2 separate regions of the Mus musculus genome follow, and region 1 is linked to region 2. A link is a contact called in public promoter capture Hi-C data. All regions are on one chromosome and are shown on one strand. Each heading gives the region's core, a stretch centred on a gene start, on an enhancer-like site or on the middle of the called end of the contact. The rest is flanking DNA. Distances are from core to core; before and after follow the strand shown.

Region 1 (2,700 bases), core at 69-2,568, 650 kb after region 2:
GGTCTGGATGCCCAGGAGGGTATGTTCCAACGACAAGCCTGTGTTTCCTGGGTGACCATCACGTTTACTCTTTACCAGGCTTCTGGGCCACCACGACATACCTCACAGAAATTGTCTCTAGGCTTGAGGACTCTGCACACCACCCTGGCTGAAATTCACAGGCCAATCAACCCATGTTTCTTTATGCATCCTTTAACTCTCCAGTGGCCACAAGATGAACAAAAACTTTGCACGTGTTGACCACACCTGTTATTTCTTTTTCTTCTTTACTCTCTTGAAATTACTTGTAGAATTGAAGTATTATTTATTAAAAAGGAGGGGTTTTTTTCCATCCACAAGAGCATGGGGTAATCTTGAGGCTATTGTGCTAAGTGTTAAAGAAAGAAAAATGGACAAATTGATTTACTCCAATAGTCAGACACAATTGTTGAGGTTGAAAAAGTAGATTAGCCGGTCTCCTTATTTTTGAAGAGGTCGCAGTCAAGTGAAGAAAATCAGTAATGCCTGCACCATTGCTACAGATGTGCTAAAGAAGTCCCTATTTGTGGAATCTTAAATGCCCGACTTTCCTGTCCTTCCTTTTCATTGGAATGTCTATGCAGAGTTGTGCCTACAATAGAATTTCGGCGAGACTCTCAAAGATCGGTGAAATTCTTAGTTAGCACTTAGTAAATCAGGAATCCATTTTTTTTAAAGGGTCCCAGCAGTTTGAAGGACCTCCATATCTCCATACTCTGCACTAATCTGATCTCAGCCAACAATCTTTTCCTCTCTCCCTAAAGCATTAAAATGACCCTGAGCTGGAGCACAAGCTTATCTTTGACTGTGTGGAACCAGACCACGTGGCAGAACCTGCTCAGGGTCTCTGGGTTTTATCCTGTCTCTTAGATTGCAAGAACATTTTCTCTTCCTTCTCTCTCAGGAAGAGAATACTTTGAAATTCTTTCTACCAGTTCTGGCCATCAGGGTTTTATCTTTAAAGGAGTTGATGTGGTAAGAAAGCTTGGAGAACTTTCTGGAAGCAAAAAGTACAAAGAAGGAAGGCCAGGACATTTGGGGAATGCTGCCTGCCTTTGAATTAGTCACCCCGATGGTTACACCATCTCCTCCTTTGTTTCAATCTTATCTAACACTCATCTTTTTCTTTGTTCATCCCCCTACCCAGTCCTTCAGACCTTCTAAAATCTGGTCTTGGGGCAAGGCACCATGTTCTCAGGGTGTTCAAAACCCTGTGCTGGATATTATAGGAGCAGGAGGAGCCATTTCAGAAGGTCCTATTCTGGACTGCACACTAGCATTTCCTTGTGTGTAGAGCTAGGAGATGCATTGTTGAAAGCGACTCATTGTCTCCAGGGTACTGTGGTGAGGTGGTGGTCACTGATCCCATCATGCTTTGTCGCAGCTGTTGGCTTGATTCTGTGCCAGGTGCTTGAAACAACTGTGGCTTTGCAGATGGGCTACAGAGACTGGACCCAAAGGTATCACGTCAACATGTTCAGTCAATTGGGGTCTTATAAGGACAGAGAGAATTTCTTCTGACTTCACTTTTTATGAAGAAAAGGAGACTTTCCAGGGCTGTTGTCTTTCCTAGAATTCCTTCTTTCAAAACATCTTTGGGGAATATAATTGGATATTAGTAATACTTTCTGGTTCATTTAAAAAATAAAAGCAAAATGCAATTTATAGGTGGGTGTTGCTTCTGGTAAAATTAATTAAAAAGAACTCGTGTGAAAATAGAATTTGGGATGCATGATTAAGCATCCTGGATTTCTTTTTCTTTTTCTTTCTCTCTCTCTCTCTCTCTCTCTTTTTTCTTTTTGTGCATGCTGCTACGTACAGATGTGGTTGTGAAATAGTTCAAATCAGGGCCCACTGAATGTCCTCACTGGACTTTTAGGAATGTGTGCACTGAGGCAGCCAAATTTTATTTCATTTGGTTTGGCTCATTGCACTGGCTGTGAATCAGAAAGTATTCATTTTAATATCTGAGTGGAAATTTATTTACAAACACACGGCTACAGTTATTCTTTCAAAGGGCTTAAAGTTTTTGTTTAATTTCCTCAAAAATTTGCTTTCTAGTTTTTCTTTCCATCTGGAACTTGTGACAGAATATGTTGAAGAGGTTTTTCTAGAATAAAAAAATACATGTCCTGACGCACAGATAAATGTAATCTTTCGTGTGGTTTATCTTTCCTGTTTGGTGGCAACGACAGAGTTCAGAATTGGTCTGGAGATGATTACATTGCTGATTCTGAAATGCTTTTCAAAGATAAAGTGATTTATTTAGCTGTTACATTATTATTATAAGCATAATTTAATGCTTAAGTGTTCTGAGTTAATATTGAGTTCTTTCTTCTTAGCCAATCATGGCAGTATTCTAAAAAGAAAAAAAAATTAAAGAAAAACCCAAAGACCCACGAATGAGACAGATCTGCATTTTAATGATGGTTCTACCATCTATCAGCCAAGAGACCTTGAACAAGTTAGTCAGATCCCTGGCGTCTCAAGTTATGACTCTGTAATTGGAGCAACCCAGCTCATTGTTTGTGATATTGAGATGAGACACAGAGCTGAACCCACCAAGCACATTGCTAGTTTATGAGAAGCCCATGGCGTATGCTGCTAGTTAGTCAGTCCTTGGCCACAGAGATTGTCACATAGAACTGAATCAGAATAGGATCAATCAATCCAACCTTGATT
Region 2 (2,700 bases), core at 38-2,537:
GTTCGCGCTCACTCCCCAGCACTGTCTCTCATCCATCGGCCATCTCCACCAAGCCCCTTATTGCCTTCAGATCCCCTCAGATCCCCCTGCTGTCTTCCTGCCTGCTTTCTGTTTGTTTTAGTGTGTGGGTGTGCGTGCATGCGCGTGTAGGAAGGGTGTGCCCGAGCGTGCGCTGGTACATGAGTTTTACTCAGCTTAATTCGGGTTGCTTGTGTGAACGTTATTAGGGAGTTATTTATTGGAACATGGACAACTTAACAGTGATGGCATCACTAGAACCAACCACATTTAAACATTTATACTTTCCACTCCCCCTTTTCCCTCCTCTCCCTCCCTCCCCCCTTGTTTTTGTTTGTTTGCTTTGTTTTGTTTTAGCTTTGACTATTTTTTAACTTTCTATGTAGACTATACTGGCTTCAAACTCAACAGAGAGATCTGCCTGCCTCTCTCTCTACCGAGAGGTGAGACTAAAGGCATGCACCACCACACTCAGCAACTTTTTATCATTTTTATAGGTAGTAGATGCCACATTTTAAGTCTGAAAACATCAGAAAGAAATAATGAGGTGTGGTGTCAAGCGGTGTGATCCGGGTGCCCAGGAGGCAGGGGCTGGAGGATCAGGTATTCCAGGTCACCCCCACGTACAAGAATCAGCTGTGGTACCCAGAAATGTGCTGGCAAAGGAAAGGCCTTAAATTTGTAATTTTACATGTATTTATTTATTGAGTGTGTGTGTGCATGGTATGGGAGTGGAGGGGCACCTGGTTGCTGAGGCATATAGTGAGATTGAGGCTGGCTTGGGATACCTGAGATTTCATCTCAAAGGAAAAAAAAACAATAAAAAAAAATAAGTGGTACAATGCCTGCTGGGTAATTCAAGGCCCTGAATTCAATCTTTAGCACTGTAGGATGGATGGATGGATGGATGGATGGACGGACGGACAGAGGACAGACAGATGGGTGGGTGGGTGGATGGATAGATAGACTAGTAGATGGATAGATGGCATAGAAGCTTGCATTGCAGATAGTGACATATAAATGTGTATTTTCATTTATTTATTGATTCATGGTCTGCAAGCCATCCAGTGGCAGGGCATTGCTGTGTGGTTAATTCTTTACCCCACACTGGAACCGGATGGCAACCTGCCATCTAGGATTCACCATTCACTCCTTCCTGCTTGCCAGAGCTGTGGAGATACCAGCCAATGTACTCCGTCGTACCCCATGTTTTGCTGTCTTTTTGTGTGCCTGAGGACTGCGGGGGCATTATAAACGTGGGAAGACTTGAGAGTCACATGTGCCTAGTAAGCTTGTTCTAGAGCATGACACCATGAAAGGGACGCGCAACATTAACCAGACAACTCAGCCCTGACTGGGGCCGTTGGCCACAGAGGAAACTTCTGCATAACCTAAATGACAGCTACAGTACAGATCCGATGGCAGCCCCCGTGTTTGGTTAAGAAAGCTTATTGTGGTCCTTCTATGCACAGTAACGGGCACGCTTGCAGGACCACACTGGAGTAGAAAGCTCCATTGTGGTTTGAGGAGGAGGATGCCTTTTGTCTGGTGACCCAGCTAAGGGAACCTGAGCCAAGATCATATCGGTGATGGAGGTAGAAACACCTCAGGATCTTCCAGTGTTGTTTTTCACTTTTTTTTTTGTTCTTGGAACTGGTTCCTAATGCTAGCAGATCTTTGGAATCCTGAGGCATTTCCTCAGGGCTCTGAGTTGCAGCTTTGGGTCAGCGCCCTCTTGAACTGCCGGTTTCATTACAACAACCATATGCTTCCCTACTCACTCCCTGACCTCCCCCCCTTCCTCCTCTCTCCCACACCCTAACCCTTCCCCTCTCTTTTTCTGGACTCTTTTGGCTTTTTTGTGTCTCCACCCACTAATCCCAGAAGAGTCTCTTAAGTGTTCAGAGCAGATCGCCCAATCATTTCTCAAAAGCTAACTTAGTAGAAATTGCTTAAGCTTTTTGATATTAAGTGGAGTAAACATTTTAATTTGACCCCATATCCCACGACAGCTTAACATGACGGTATAGAAAAGGTAGGAAATTTAAACTCTCACAAGTTGGCAAGAATATTACCATTTTGCCCGCACTTGGCATTGTCAACAAGGGTCCATTCACTGGAGGGGTCATCGGTCTCCATAAAGACAGGACCAATACTTGTCTGCAGCTGCGTTTCCTTTGAACTCATCTACGTGTCTTTGAAGCAATGATCACGGTCTCCAGCTTTGATTCTGACTCTGTGGACCTGCGCCAGTTTTCCTGATTTCATTAAATTTTTGGAAAGAACTGAAACTATGGTATCATTTTATTGCAGCTTTGACATCAATCATAATTTGGGGCGGTCTTGGTGAAAGACAAGGAATTCAGACTGGGAGGCTGGGGAAAGCGGGTCCCAGGGCAAAGGGATAGAATGCACTGTTTACTTCATACAAGTTCAGCCACCTCGACCTTGTGGATTTTTAGCTGGCTTTATTCTAAAGCAGCTACAGTCATATGGCCCAAATCTAGTTATATTTAAAAACAAAAACAAAACAAAAAAAAACCCGCATAATTTTAGAGAGGCCTCTCTCTCCTTCCTTCCCGCCTCATCTCTCTTCTTCTCTCTCCTCTCTTTCTCCTTCCATCTTTTCTTTCCTTTTCTGTCTTCTCCCACTAGCTTTCTCTCCCCAGCCCCTTCCCTCTT

Evidence for each region. Promoter capture Hi-C pulls out the DNA fragments that hold promoters and counts their contacts.
Region 1: a promoter capture Hi-C map of pre-B cells shows a contact between it and region 2, with 2.5 times the contacts expected there. The contact joins two enhancer-like sites. A contact is called at or near these places in 1 of 39 promoter capture datasets (pre-B cells) and 1 of 484 Hi-C or Micro-C datasets (pre-B cells).

The regions. Positions count from the first base shown.
Region 1 is chr10:4,774,338-4,777,037 of GRCm38.p6, forward strand. All of the region lies in intron 3 of Esr1 (estrogen receptor 1 (alpha)), which reads left to right. Among named protein-coding and RNA genes, the nearest start is that of Esr1, 66 kb to the left of the region's middle. Within about 2 kb of position 1,319, at least 51 of the 459 cell types and tissues checked have an H3K27ac peak or open chromatin away from gene starts, as enhancers often do. A contact at or near this core is called in pre-B cells, where this site is marked.
Region 2 is chr10:4,127,329-4,130,028 of GRCm38.p6, forward strand. All of the region lies in intron 26 of Mthfd1l (methylenetetrahydrofolate dehydrogenase (NADP+ dependent) 1-like), which reads left to right. Among named protein-coding and RNA genes, the nearest start is that of Gm25515, 24 kb to the left of the region's middle. Within about 2 kb of position 1,288, at least 42 of the 459 cell types and tissues checked have an H3K27ac peak or open chromatin away from gene starts, as enhancers often do. A contact at or near this core is called in pre-B cells, where this site is marked.